Linked DNA regions of Mus musculus: region 1 is linked to region 2. Evidence: chromatin contacts called from public HiChIP or PLAC-seq data. All regions are on one chromosome and are shown on one strand. Each heading gives the region's core, a stretch centred on a gene start, on an enhancer-like site or on the middle of the called end of the contact. The rest is flanking DNA. Distances are from core to core; before and after follow the strand shown.

Evidence for each region. HiChIP or PLAC-seq counts read pairs in DNA pulled down with a chosen protein or histone mark.
Region 1: a contact with region 2 is called in an H3K27ac HiChIP or PLAC-seq map of microglia, with 4 times the contacts expected there. The contact joins two enhancer-like sites. A contact is called at or near these places in 1 of 15 datasets of contacts at CTCF or cohesin (the NIH/3T3 cell line), 1 of 484 Hi-C or Micro-C datasets (bone marrow-derived macrophages) and 2 of 115 datasets of contacts at active chromatin or transcription factors (embryonic stem cells and microglia).

Annotation. Positions count from the first base shown.
Region 1 is chr12:40,653,888-40,659,976 of GRCm38.p6, reverse strand. All of the region lies in intron 8 of Dock4 (dedicator of cytokinesis 4), which reads right to left. Among named protein-coding and RNA genes, the nearest start is that of Dock4, 210 kb to the right of the region's middle. Within about 2 kb of position 3,551, at least 16 of the 459 cell types and tissues checked have an H3K27ac peak or open chromatin away from gene starts, as enhancers often do. A contact at or near this core is called in microglia, where this site is marked.
Region 2 is chr12:40,288,853-40,295,733 of GRCm38.p6, reverse strand. No RefSeq gene overlaps it. Among named protein-coding and RNA genes, the nearest start is that of Gm40403, 44 kb to the right of the region's middle. Within about 2 kb of position 2,478, at least 2 of the 459 cell types and tissues checked have an H3K27ac peak or open chromatin away from gene starts, as enhancers often do. A contact at or near this core is called in microglia, where this site is marked.

The DNA.
Region 1 (6,089 bases), core at 2,302-4,801, 360 kb before region 2:
GCAGAAGTAGCCATGGGTAGGAGCAGGACCAACAAGAGCAGGGTCAGGAAGCAGGGTGATGTGCATGAGGGAGGAGTGTCGTAAGCTAATTGTTCTTGGAGTTCACAGAATTGGATCACTGCCAACACTGTATCCTGGACACTCTGCGAGGAAGAGATCAGTCCGATCTACACATGGAAGTTATTTTGACTTTGTGAAATACTATTTCTTTGTGAGGAGACCATTTTTAATAAGGATTGGGAAACACAAGTAAACCAAAGCTCTCTATAGACTTTGGGGTGAAGTAGGCATTTTAAAACAAACGAAAAATAAAGGTTAAGAAGATGTTAACGCAAGTTGTTTCTTGGGTATTCTAGGTTCCTGGGCTAATATCCACTTATCAGTGAGTGTGTATCAAGTGACTTTTTTTGTGATTGGGTTACCTCACTCAGGATGATATCCTCCAGATCCATCCATTTTCCCAAGAATTTCATAAATTCATTGTTTTTAATAGCTGAGTAGTACTCCTGTGTAAATGTACCACATTTTCTGTATCCATTCCTCTATTGAGGGACATCTGGGTTCTTTCCAGCTTCTGGCTATTATAAATAAGGCTGCTATGAACATAGTGGAGCATGTGTCCTTATTACTAGTTGGAACACCTTCTGGATATATGCCCAGGAGAGGTATTGCTGGATCTTCTGGTAGTACTATGTCCAATTTTCTGAGGAACAGCCAGACTGATTTCCCGAGTAGTTGTACAAGCTTGCAATCCCACCAGCAATGGAAGAGTGTTCCTCTTTCTCCACATCCTCCCCAGCATCTGCTGTCACCTGGATTTTTGATCTTAGCCATTCTGACTGGTGTGAGGTAGAATCTCAGGGTTGTTTTGATTTGCATTTCTCTGATGATTAAGGACGTTGAACATTTTCGGTATTCCTCAGTTGAGAATTTTAATTTGCAAAACACAAGAAAATCAAGAATAAGGAAGACCAACATGTGGATACTTCATTGCTCCTTAGAATAAAGAACAAAATACCCATGGAAGGAGTTACAGAGACAAAGTCTGGAGCTAAGATGAAAGGATGGACCATCCAGAGACTACCCCACTAGGGATCCATCCCATAATCAGCCACCAAACACAGACACTATTGCATATGCCAGAAAAATTTTGCTGAAAGGACCCTGATATAGCTGTCTCATGTGAGGCTATGCCAGTGCCTGGCAAACACATAAGTGGATGCTCACAGTCATCTATTGGATGGAACACAGGGCCCCCAGTGGAGGAGCTAGAGAAAGTACCCAAGAGCTGAAGGGATCTGCAACCCTATAGGAGGAACAGCAATATGAACTAACCAGTACCCCCCCAGAGCTCGTGTCTCTAGCTGCATATGTAGCAGAAGATGGCCTAGTCGGCCATCACTGGAAAGAGAGGCCCCTTGGTATTGCAAACTTTATATGCCTGGAACACCAGGGCCAAGAAGTGGGAGTGGGTGGGTAGGGGAGCAGGGTGGGGGGAGGGTATAGGGGACTTTCAGGATAGCATTTGAAATGTAAATGAAGAAAATACCTAATTAAAAATTGGGAAAAAAGAAGATGTAAATGAAAATAGAATGATTAATTTAAAAAAAAAATCTATGTAATTTACACCCTTAGTATCAATAACTAAATCTTTATTTCTTTTTTTTTTCTCAAAAGAATGTTCTGAGGTTTTTTTCTTTGTGGGTTCATATTTTAATTTTTTGTTGTGGCACTTGGCTATAATCCAGTACCCTGGAAGCAGAGGCAGGAAGATCTCTAGAAGTTCAAGGCCAGCCTGGTGTACATACCAAGTTCCAGGCTAACTAGGACTACATAGTGAGACAACTCAAAAAAACGAATGAACCAACAAAATGCATACTGACTGCCATACCCTTATAGACCATACTATATAAAGGCGTAACTTAGAAACTATCCTTATTTTTCTCAACATTTTGAACCTAAGTAGAATACAAGGCTTGGGAAGATGTGGTTTTCTTTATGCCTTCTTGAGATGAGCACTTAGCCTTAGGTGGGGCTTGTTTGCTGGCTAAATGTATGAATGAGCAGACGTCAGTAACTGCACAGTAGTGGTGTGAAACGCCAGAGCCAAACTGCCATAAAGTAGACCCTCCCTGCTTAACTTAAGATCCAAGAGGTCCAACTGCTTAGGGGGTAACACCAGGCCTTTATCTGATGACTCCTATGTACTTTTATTTTCAGCATGACAGTGTTTGCAAATGGTGGCTCCCTGGAGACAGGGCTGAGAGCACAAGGTAACATGAAACAGCTCTTAGTGATGATGCACTCAGCACCCTGGCTCTCTCTTATTAAGAGCACATCCCCACCCCACTCCTGGAGGGGAAGGATGATAGCAAAGATTAAGGGACTAATGGCAGGATCTTTTAATGCTTTGCCTCAACAGGAAAGCAAAACTTAAAAGCTTCCTTTAAATGCATCACCACACACACACACACACACACACACACACACACACCCGGTATCAAGTATTCTGCAAGGTGCTGAGAAACTGAAGGGGAAGAGAGAGTAGAGGCACACCACTGGTCATCCCTTTGTGGATGCCAAATCCTTCTGCAACTGTAAATGGCACTGAATAAAGTCTTTGTGAAGTGCTTACTATGCGTGACAGAGGCTTATCCCATTCAGACTCCAGGAAAACTAAATTATTCTGAATGCCCTACAGGCGGCAACCTGGGTGTTCATGAAGAAAGACAGAGAAGACCATGATACTAGTGAGGGGAGGAGACTCACTAACCTGCCCCTGACTTAAAAGGCAGGATCGGGGAGACGAGGGCTTTCTGCTCACCTTGTACAAATAAAAATACTCCTCTACTTAAGAGCGTCAAGCTGTCTGCATAAGTGCAAGGCAAAAGAGAAGCCTACTCAAGTTCATGCACTCTGTGAGCTTCCGGTTTTCTGCAACTCTAGTTTTTCTAGTCATCTACTAAAGTTAAATAATTGGCATTATATTCTTATCATACAATGCTATAAAAAAGCTGAGTGGTTCCATGATACACAGTGTGTTCTAGATTTGGATAAAGCCTTTCCTTGCTCAGTTCTTTGTATTTGTATCCCCCTCCTGCCCCACCTCTGTTCCAGCAGCTTCCTTAGAGTCACTACCATTAAAGGCAACCAGTATGTGTGGGCCATTTTTTTTTTTTTATGTATAACACAAGAGTGAATGAGGGATAAACCACAGATGTGATTAATTCGGAGGTGACAACAACACCAATTCCCATGCACCTGCTGGAACAATCAGATGATGGAGAGGAGGGAGGTGGGAAGCAGTTGTGCTTGTCAACACAGGGCCCCGGGGAAGGTCTCTATGGGTCACTGCTGGACAGACACCCACAGTGAATCTGTGCCAACATGTCTAGACACAGCAGGAAATGCTCTGGGCCCGATAGAACGGCTGCCACTGTGCTGCCACAATTCAAGGAGGGGTTCTGAATGCCTCCTCTACCTATTTTAACTCTGTGCACTGCGTCCCTTGCTAGTCTGGCTGGGCCATTTTCCTTACACTGCTTTTCTTTGCTTTGGAAAGCTTACAAGTTTTAGTGAGCATTGTAATATGAAATTACAAAAACAGACCCAGGCCTACAATATGTCACAGTCAAAACAGTAAGTATTCCTAAATTATGTAAAAATGTAGATGGTGAACTTGTATGATCAGGCCATGGTAAGCTTCAAGTAATGCATCAAACAAGACATGTAGCACAGACAAGGGGAACTAAACCTGTAAAGGCTCTATTAACCTTGCTATGTAGTACTATACGCAGATAAAAGTAGTACCACTTTCTCTAAGCTCTTATATAATAATGTCTGCCGCTGAACAGGGTTACTGGAAGCTATGAAAGCAATTTCATAAGACTCTCCTCATCTGGAGACAGGATTTCCAACTTCCTTATTCCTGTTCCCACTGTGGTGTTTCAGGTTGTAATCCCCCTTCAGGCTTCTGGTTCCCATTTTTTGTGTACTCCTGGCTAACATAATATGCACTGCATATTACCTTTTTGCTAGAGGGTCTCTCTAAACTTTAAGTAACTGCAGTATCATAACTAAAACATCACCAATTTCTTGGAATGTGTGATTTCTATAAGAATACAAAGGTAGCCACCACGTACATCTAGTTAGGGTGATGTATACTTCCTCTTTGGGTTCAAAAATCCTCCTCCTCATAGCCAGGACGCACCAATAAACTCCTGGGTCCTGGGCAACATCCTATGCATTTAACATTCAAGAAATCCCTCCAGAAAGCACTGTTATCTTCATTAATTCCTACCAGTTAACAGCTGTAAGAGATGCGCAGTTAAGTGCCCAGGCTGATGTAGCAAAGTCAGAATTTCTACCCAGATTTCCTAACCACAGAGTGTGGCCACTTAGCCACAATGAAAGGGTGTACAAGACACAGGTGATGTGTGTCTCTCCCAGACAGAGAGAAAGTCATAGCCATTTTACAGTTAAAGGATCTGGATTTTTAAAATGCCTGTGCTTTATCTACTGCATTCAGTTCTCTCGCTCCCTTAAATGACAGAATTGGACTTAATAAGGCATAATTGTAGGCAAAAGAAAGCTTCTATAGAACCCTTTCAAGAAAAATGGGTTTAACCGCATGATAGTAGAAAAAGAAAATCTAACTTCAGAAAAGTATTCGAAAAAGGACTCATTAGAAAGTAAACTTTGCCAGGCGTGGTGGCGCACACCTTTAATCCCAGCACTCAGGAGGCAGAGACAGGCGTATTTCCGAGTTCGAGGCCTGCCTGGTCTACAAAGTGAGTTCCAGGACAGCCAAGGCTATACAGAGAAACCCTGTCTCGAAACACCAAAAAAAAAAAAAAAAAAGAAAAAAGAAAAGAAAGAAAGTAAACTTCATCATTGCAATTACTAGAATTAAGCACACCCTGCTGCTAATTTCTCACTTAGAAGCCCAAGCCAGCGGCTGATGTGTACGAGCAACTTTGCTGTAGCCAGTGACCAACAGGTGGTACTCAGGCCAAGTTCTCTGCTGAGTCAAAAGTAAAGGAATGAATTAGTCCCAAGTCAAAATGACAGTGTTAATTAATAAGGACTTAGAATGTGCCAGTAAACAAAGGAACGAAAGTTACACAACAACCATGACACCAAGGCTCACAATCAAACATATAACAGAGTCTCTCACTGAAGCTGACTACTTGAGGCCAACTGGCTGGCTGGCTAGAGAGCGAAGTTCACTGGACAGGATTTTTAATACTCTGATGCAGATGAAGCACCATGGATGAAGGGAAGATAAGCATTAATGTACAGCTGCACAGCCTATGTGAAGCACCACACTATGGTTCTTTGTATCCCACGTGGTGCAAGAGCCACTCCTTAAATGTCAGCTAAAGGCGACCCAGTAGCATAGACTGCCAGTTCCCTTTCTCTGGAAAATTACAATTCATAGGCCCATCCTAAGGCTCAAACAGCTCACAACCACACCCTCAGCTCTTCCTTTCTCATGGCTAATCTCCCATTTGCAAACTCAAGTCTTATTTCCTGAAGCTCCACTCCTAAGGGGCCTGGGGCCATCAGTGATTTCCCCTCCCTTTCCCCTTCCTCATTAGATCCTTCCTGTACAATCTTCAAAGCTCAAGTTTCTATCATTCTAGATCTTAAAAGAATGAGCCCTATATAGATCCCCTTAACATTTAATGGTGAACATAAAATGACTAGGGAAGAACATAGCACATTATAGACATTACAGATAAGGAATATAGAGTAGGGATAGGAAATATTGATTCCTATACAGCCTACCCTGTACAACCTTCACTTGACTTTGGGCAAGGTCTCTAGGTTGCATCATCTACAAACAAAGGAATATTAGTAATATGTAACACATAGGGTAGCTGTAAGAGCTAAGTCAGGAAATATTTTTCAAAGAACTTAGAATAGTGTTTGACATATAAAAAGCAGTATATAGTGTTTGCTCCATAAATATAATAAAAGATGCAGAGGGCACTCTCCCTCCCCCAGCTAAACCTTGTGGAATATGGAAATCAACCTTCCAGCCAGAAAAATGCTCTGGAAAAATGTTTTGCTTATGTGAAACAATG
Region 2 (6,881 bases), core at 1,229-3,728:
GCTACATACTGTAAGAAGGAGCTGTCACTTTGAGGATAATATTCTATCTCCCCAGGAATTTGGTCATGACTTGGGCCACTGTGGACACCTAGACACTTGTATGGGCCCCCTCAGTACGTCTAGGGGAGTCCTGGGATGTTGTACATTTGGGTTGATAAACAGGCAACAGTTTTTGCTAGAAACAATTCAACTTCAGTGAACACCAACCCTGAATGCCTTTGAAACTGCTTGACAAACAAGCATGGTCAGGGTCTATGCTGCAGTATCAAGTAGGGATTTTTTAATTTGGGTCTCTGGATTCCCTCTCAAGGGTCCTGCATTAAATATGCTTGAAAAACAAAATAAAGAGAAAGGGTTTATTTTATTTTGCTGTTTAAAGATTCAGTTCATGATAGCTACAGGAAGGCGAGGCAGCCGATCATGTTGTATCCACAATCAGGAAACAGAGAGAGAGGAATGCTGGGGCCACCACACTAGGGTGGGTCTTTCTAGTGCAACCGAGTTAGTCAATCCCTCACAGCATGGCCAGAGGTTAACCTAATCCAGATAATCCCTCTCAGGTGTGATTGGAGGCTCATCTCCTTGGTGATTCCAGATACTGTTAAGTTGACAACTGACACTAACAGCACAGGGCCCAAGAGTCTGTGGGTACAAACGGAGAAAAATTGTATCTTTATTTTCACAGACTAAAATTTAGCATTTCCTTCTTCCACCATGAATATAGTGATTTGACGATAGAATTAGCAGTGCCCTTGATGACAAGGACCATGGCAGATATATTCATATCACAGTCAGCTGTGTCAGGCCTCTCAAAATATCATTGCAGTCATTGCCTCTTCAAAATCCACTGCGCACCGCTGGACTATGATGAATGCATTGCAGATACTCATGTGTACTGCTGCATTTGCAGTGTTCTGTAAACTTTGATGCCTACGCTTGTATTTGCTTTTATTTTACCCTTTAAAATATTATTCTGCAAAGGTCTGATGGTGTCTTTGTTAGGGCTTTACTACTGTGAAGAGACACCTTGACCAAGGCAACTCTTATAAGGGCAAGCTTCTAATTGGGGCTGGCTTATAGATTTAGAGGTTCAGGCCATTATCATCAAGGTGGGAAGCATGGTAGCATCCAGGCAGACAGGATGCTGGAGAAGGAGCTGAGAGTTCTACATCTTGTTCTGAAGGCAAAAAGGAAAAGACTGGCTCCTGTGTGCCTAGGAGGAGAGTCTCAAAGCCCACTCCGACAGTGACACACTTCCTCCAACAAGGCCACACCTACTCCTAAAGGGCATACCCTAATAGTGCCATTTCCCGGACTAAGCATATTCAAACCACTACAGATGAGGCCGATCTTTTCCTACTATTTATTTTTAGGTTTATCTACAAACTGAGGGTGTCATCATGCTGTCTTCATACATATGTCAATATTCTCAGTCATTCTCCTCCCCACATGGCTTGGATCTGAATTGTTCTTTACAGGCTGTGAGTGACAGGCATGACCACCAGTTGGTAGTATTATTGGTGGTAGTGGGAACTTTAGGAGATGGGGCCTTGGGGGAATGAGATCATCTGAATCAGGCCCTGGATGGGAGATTGGGATCCTAACCCATTTCCATTCTCTTTTTGAATCCTGGACCACAGGGGGGTGTGGGGGGGGGTGAGTAGTTTTACTTCATTTTGTGCTCCTTACACTGATGTTCCTTCCACCTGCCTGTGGGCCCAAGACAGCAGAGCCAGTCAGCCATGGACTGAACTCTCTGAAATGTAAGTCTCCTTTAAGTTGATGTATGTCCAGTATTTTGTCAGAGTGATAGACACATGATTAGCTCAGGTGTCCATGATCCTCCCCAGAAGACAAACAACAAGCATCTTCCAAGTGTCACATAACTCGGTCTAGAAGAAAGAGTTCATCTTTGCTCTAATCCTGGGAATCCTCTGACACACTAGCTAGAGCGACATAACTTTAAACCCTCCTTGACATAATCCATCAGGCAGCCACCCAATCAACTGCAGTTGCTGTCAGATGAAACTCATTTACCATCTCTGGTCAGTTTCCAAGGAATTTACATAATGATGAATTGTTTCCTGACCCCACACGGTTCAGGTAGGTCCCTTGGAGGTTAGGACAGTCCTGGATGAGATCTGACTTGAGTTGCTTCTGAGCTTAAGCTGTGTGTTTGAGGCAAGTCCTTGGGGGATACAGAAAGCTCTTGAAGGAATCTGGCCCCTGGCAGAGGGATCTAAAACTGGAGAGATTCTTCTAGTTGTAGTATTGTGCGAGTTTATCCTGGCATTCTTCAGGAAGCTATCACACACCAATTCATGCCAACTAAGGCTGCTACAAGTTCAGCCTCAAATATTAGCAAAATTATTAAGATCTTACATACTCCTTAAATACCCACGCTGCCTCCACACACATTGCCCAGGTTACCCTGGTAAGGAAAGTTTGGAGACAGCCCAGCAACTGGCCAAGTCTCTTGTACATCCTGTTTCTTTTCTCACTTCCACTGTCTACCCACTTTCACTGTTGCCAGAGCAGTCTCAGACACTTCTATTTCTGGGAGAGAAGTCATCTTATAGGACAATATGCCCAGTGCAGTAATCACCTGGCCACCTCAAGAGAAAGACACCTATGACCTTTCTTCAAATAACTATAAACTCCACAGTGGTGGACTGTTGAGAGATGGCTCAGTGGTTAAGAGCACTTGCTGCTCTTGGAGAGGATCCTACCTCCCACATGAGGGCTCACAACCATCTGTAACTGCCATTTTAGGGGATCCAACACTTACTTCTGGACTCTGTGGAAACCAGGCATGCATGCACATTTTACACATACATGCATGCAGGCACAAAATACATAAAAGACATTTCTTAAAATCCACAATGGACTATATTGATTGAAGTATCTTAAAAATCCTAACAGTTACAACTACCTTATCTTGTTGCAGCTCTATTTTCTTTCATAGAGAAGTTCCCCAGGGGCAAATACACAGACACAGACATAGACAAATACATACACACACACACACACACATACATTACATAGATACATACATGCGTGCATGCGTGTGTGTGTGTGTGTGTGTGTGTGTGTGTGTGTGTGTGTGTATACAGATTTGGTTGTGTGAGGGACAATAATGTAGTTTCTGCACATGTTTCTCAAACTGTTACCACCAGATGAATTGGAATTCGCCAATAAGGGCAAAGAGGGGAGGCAGCTTATAGGCACCTGATCCATCATTCTCTGACTCTTCGTGGGGTCCAGCCTCGTGATGAACTCAGAGCAGCAAGGGTGCACACATCCTGCACATTCTCTCCGAGTGCATATCCTGCTTCATACGTGTTTGCATGCATCTTAGTCAGGGGTTCTATTCCTGCACAAACATCATGACCAAGAAACAAGTTGGGAAGAAAAGAGTTTATTCAGCTTACATTTCCCACATTGCTGTTCATCACCAAAGGAAGTCAGGACTGGAACTCAAGCAGGTCAGGAAGCAGGAGCTGACGCAGAGGCCATGGAGGGATATTCCTTACTGGCTTGCTCAGCTTGCTTTCTTATAGAACCCAGGACTACCAGCCCAAAGATGGTACCACCCACAAGGGGCCCTCTCCCCTTGATCACTAATTGAGAAAATGCCTTAGCGCTGGATCTCATGAGGGTGTTTCCTCAAGGGAGGCTCCTTTCTCTGTGATAACTCCAGCCTGTGTCAACTTGACACACAAAACCAGCCAGTACAGCATGGAAGGACAGAAGACTACCTCAAGAATTGTTCCTCCAGAAATGCCCAACTTGCTTTTTGATACAGTGTCTCTCTGGCCTAGAGCATGACTTTATAAGTAGGCTAGGTTGACTAGCCAGTGAACCCCAGGGAGTTTCTGGTCTCTGCCTATCAAACTCTGAGATTACATGCACAGGCTCTCATAACTGGCATCCTTCTGGAGATCAAATTCAGGTCCCCATGCTTGCCCAGCAGGCATTTTACCACCTGAGCTACTGAAAGAAAATAAACCTTGAGACCTGTGATTCATGTAATTTATGTCAAATAGCCCAAAGAGTTGTTTGTGAGCTTTAAAACCTGAGGCTGAGAACATAGCAGAACATGCCCAGGCAGGCCCATAATTAAGACATTCCTGAGGCTGCTTGGCCATAAAGATAAAGAGAATGACAAGACCAGACTGGCCCGGCGCCTCCCTATCTCCCGTCCTTCTGACCTAAATTAAATGTTATCTGCATGTACAGTCTGCTGATGTTTAAATGGACCAATCATATGAAACCGCACCAATTCCTCCCTGCTGATATTTAAATGAACCCCAGTCCTAGCCCCTTTTCTATAAAAACCCCTAGCTTCCAAGCCTCATGGTCGAATCCACTGTCTCCTGCGTGAGATACGTTTAGACCTGGAGCTCCGCCATTAAACTACCTCGTGTTTTTACATCAAGGCATTCTGTTCTGTTGGTGATTCTTGGGTGCACCCCGAATCGGGAATTGTGGGGGGGTTCCCCACTAGGTTCTTTCACTACCAATTCCAAGCACACATCTTCAACAACCGCCAGTCACTGAGATCCAGTTAACAGCAACTCTCTACCAACACAGAAGCTATGCCTGTCCGCTGTGAAGTACATTTTTCCTAATTCACAACACTCACAACACATAGATGGTTTCATTATTCATTATTTTAAAACTTGGGTAAGACAATGAAGGTAAAAATTTATAGAAATGTCCCTTTTGATCCAAACTGTCTCACCCAAACGATTCCCTCAATATTGGTGTTTTTATTCTTCCTGGTCCCAAATGAGCAAAGCCTTCGAGCACTACCCTACAGTGACACTGGAAATGTTATCTGCGGCAAATGTTGGTGACTGATGGCAGTTATGTGCCAGCGGGTGGCAGCTTGTCTTCTCTTCCTGTGGGACACTTGGAATCAAAATAGCTGAGTGGATTTTCTCCCTCTGTCATTTCCAAAGTGCACACCCTGCACAGAGCCACTGCCGATCCAAGCCTCGGTTATTTATCTAAAACAAAGTTGCCATGGGGTTTGGGTGTAAGTAGAAGGCCCAGCCCCGTGAGTGGCACTAGCTGAGACTCAGTCGTTTGTTATTGTTGTTGGTTTTTTACACTTGAGTATATGAGCAACTCAAGGGGGTGGGAAGCATCCAGGCAAAGGGATGAGGTGAGGGGCTAGTATGAGCTTGGAATGGAAATTGGAAGGCTCAATCAGTTTTATTATCTGCCAAGGGAATGAAGTTCTGTTAGGGCAACGTGATTTTAAGATAAATTCTTCTTTTAGTTTTTGAAATTTTGACAGCCTCATATTCTTTTTTTTAAAGATTTATTTATTTATTATATGTAAATACACTGTGGCTGTCTTCAGACACACCAGAAGAGGGCGTCAGATCTTGTTACAGGTGGTTGTGAGCCACCATATGGTTGCTGGGATTTGAACTCATGACCTTCAGAAGAGCAGTCGGTGCTTTTACCAGTTGAGCCATCTCACCAGCCCAGTCTCATATTCTTGAACAGTGTCTTATTATGCTACTACTCACTCTCATTACCCTCTCCCCTTCCCACTCCTGCTGACCCCTCCCCTTCCCCTCTTCTTCTTTCTAAGGTACCTAAAGCAAATCATGTGCAGGTAGTTGCCGGTAGCCACAGCTGCTGAGTGCTCATGAATACAATGGTCATCCCGGGAGACAATGTTTCACTGCGTTCCTCCCTGTCCTCCTTCTCTTTCAATCTCTCCACACTCTGTCCTTCTATAATGTTCACTGGGCCTTGGAGAGGTGAATAAAGGTATTTTTTAGATTACCTATTGTTTAAAAATGTAATACTTCTATAACCTTTTTCACCTGAGCAATTTTTTCTGACCCATGGTATCTAGGTGTATAAGATAAGTAAATGAACTGTTTTAGGGTTTTATTGCTGTGAACACACACCATGACCAAGGCATCTCTTATAAGGACAACATTTAATTGGGGCTGGCTTATAGATTCAGAGGTTCAGTCCATTATCATCAAGGTAGGACCATGGCAGCATCCAGGCAGGCACCGTGCAAGAGGATCTGAGAGTTCTACATCTTCATCTGAAGGCTGCTAACAGAATACTGGTTTCCAGGCAGCTAAAACAAGGATATTAAAAGCCTATGCCCACAGTGACACACCTACTCCAACAAGGCCACACCTCCAAATAGTGCCACTCCCTGGGCCAAGCATATACAAACTATCACAAGAACCAAACTACTAGTAAATCATAAAGAAGTGGTTTTAAAACACTGGTTATGTATGTAATTTTTCCATCTAGCAAAGATAAATTCATGTATCAATGATGGCTATTACTAGTTGTCAACTTGACTACATCTGGAATCAACTAAACTTCAAGTGGCTAGGTAAACCTGAGAGGGATTTTTCTTAATTAAATCATTTGAAGTGGGAAGGCCTACCTGCAATCCAGGTGCTTTGAGGTAGGGAAAATCCACCTTAAATCTGGGCCATACCTTCTGGTGGCAGCCTTTATAAAGGACTTGGAAGAAGGAAGTTCTTGCTCTTGCCCACTGCCCTTACCCTTTATGGCAAGGTCATTCCCTCAGTGGCTTAGAGTCAGTTCCTCAGGATTGTTAGTTACCTCTTAATCATCTGGTTCCATCAGCACCGTATCTCTTACAGGCAACTATGTCCTATGAAATAGAACCCGGTCCAGTTCTTTTTCCAGTATATCATGGCAGAAAGCAGAACTGCACACAGCTCTAAGGGCAAAAACAGTCATGAATAGTATCGTTTTATGATGTGAATATGGACCATTCCTGCCCAATATAACCAGGGTAATGTGTGGTATTCTCTACCAATGACTGGCAAGCTCAGGGCTGAGGACTAGGTCACCTCCCTGTC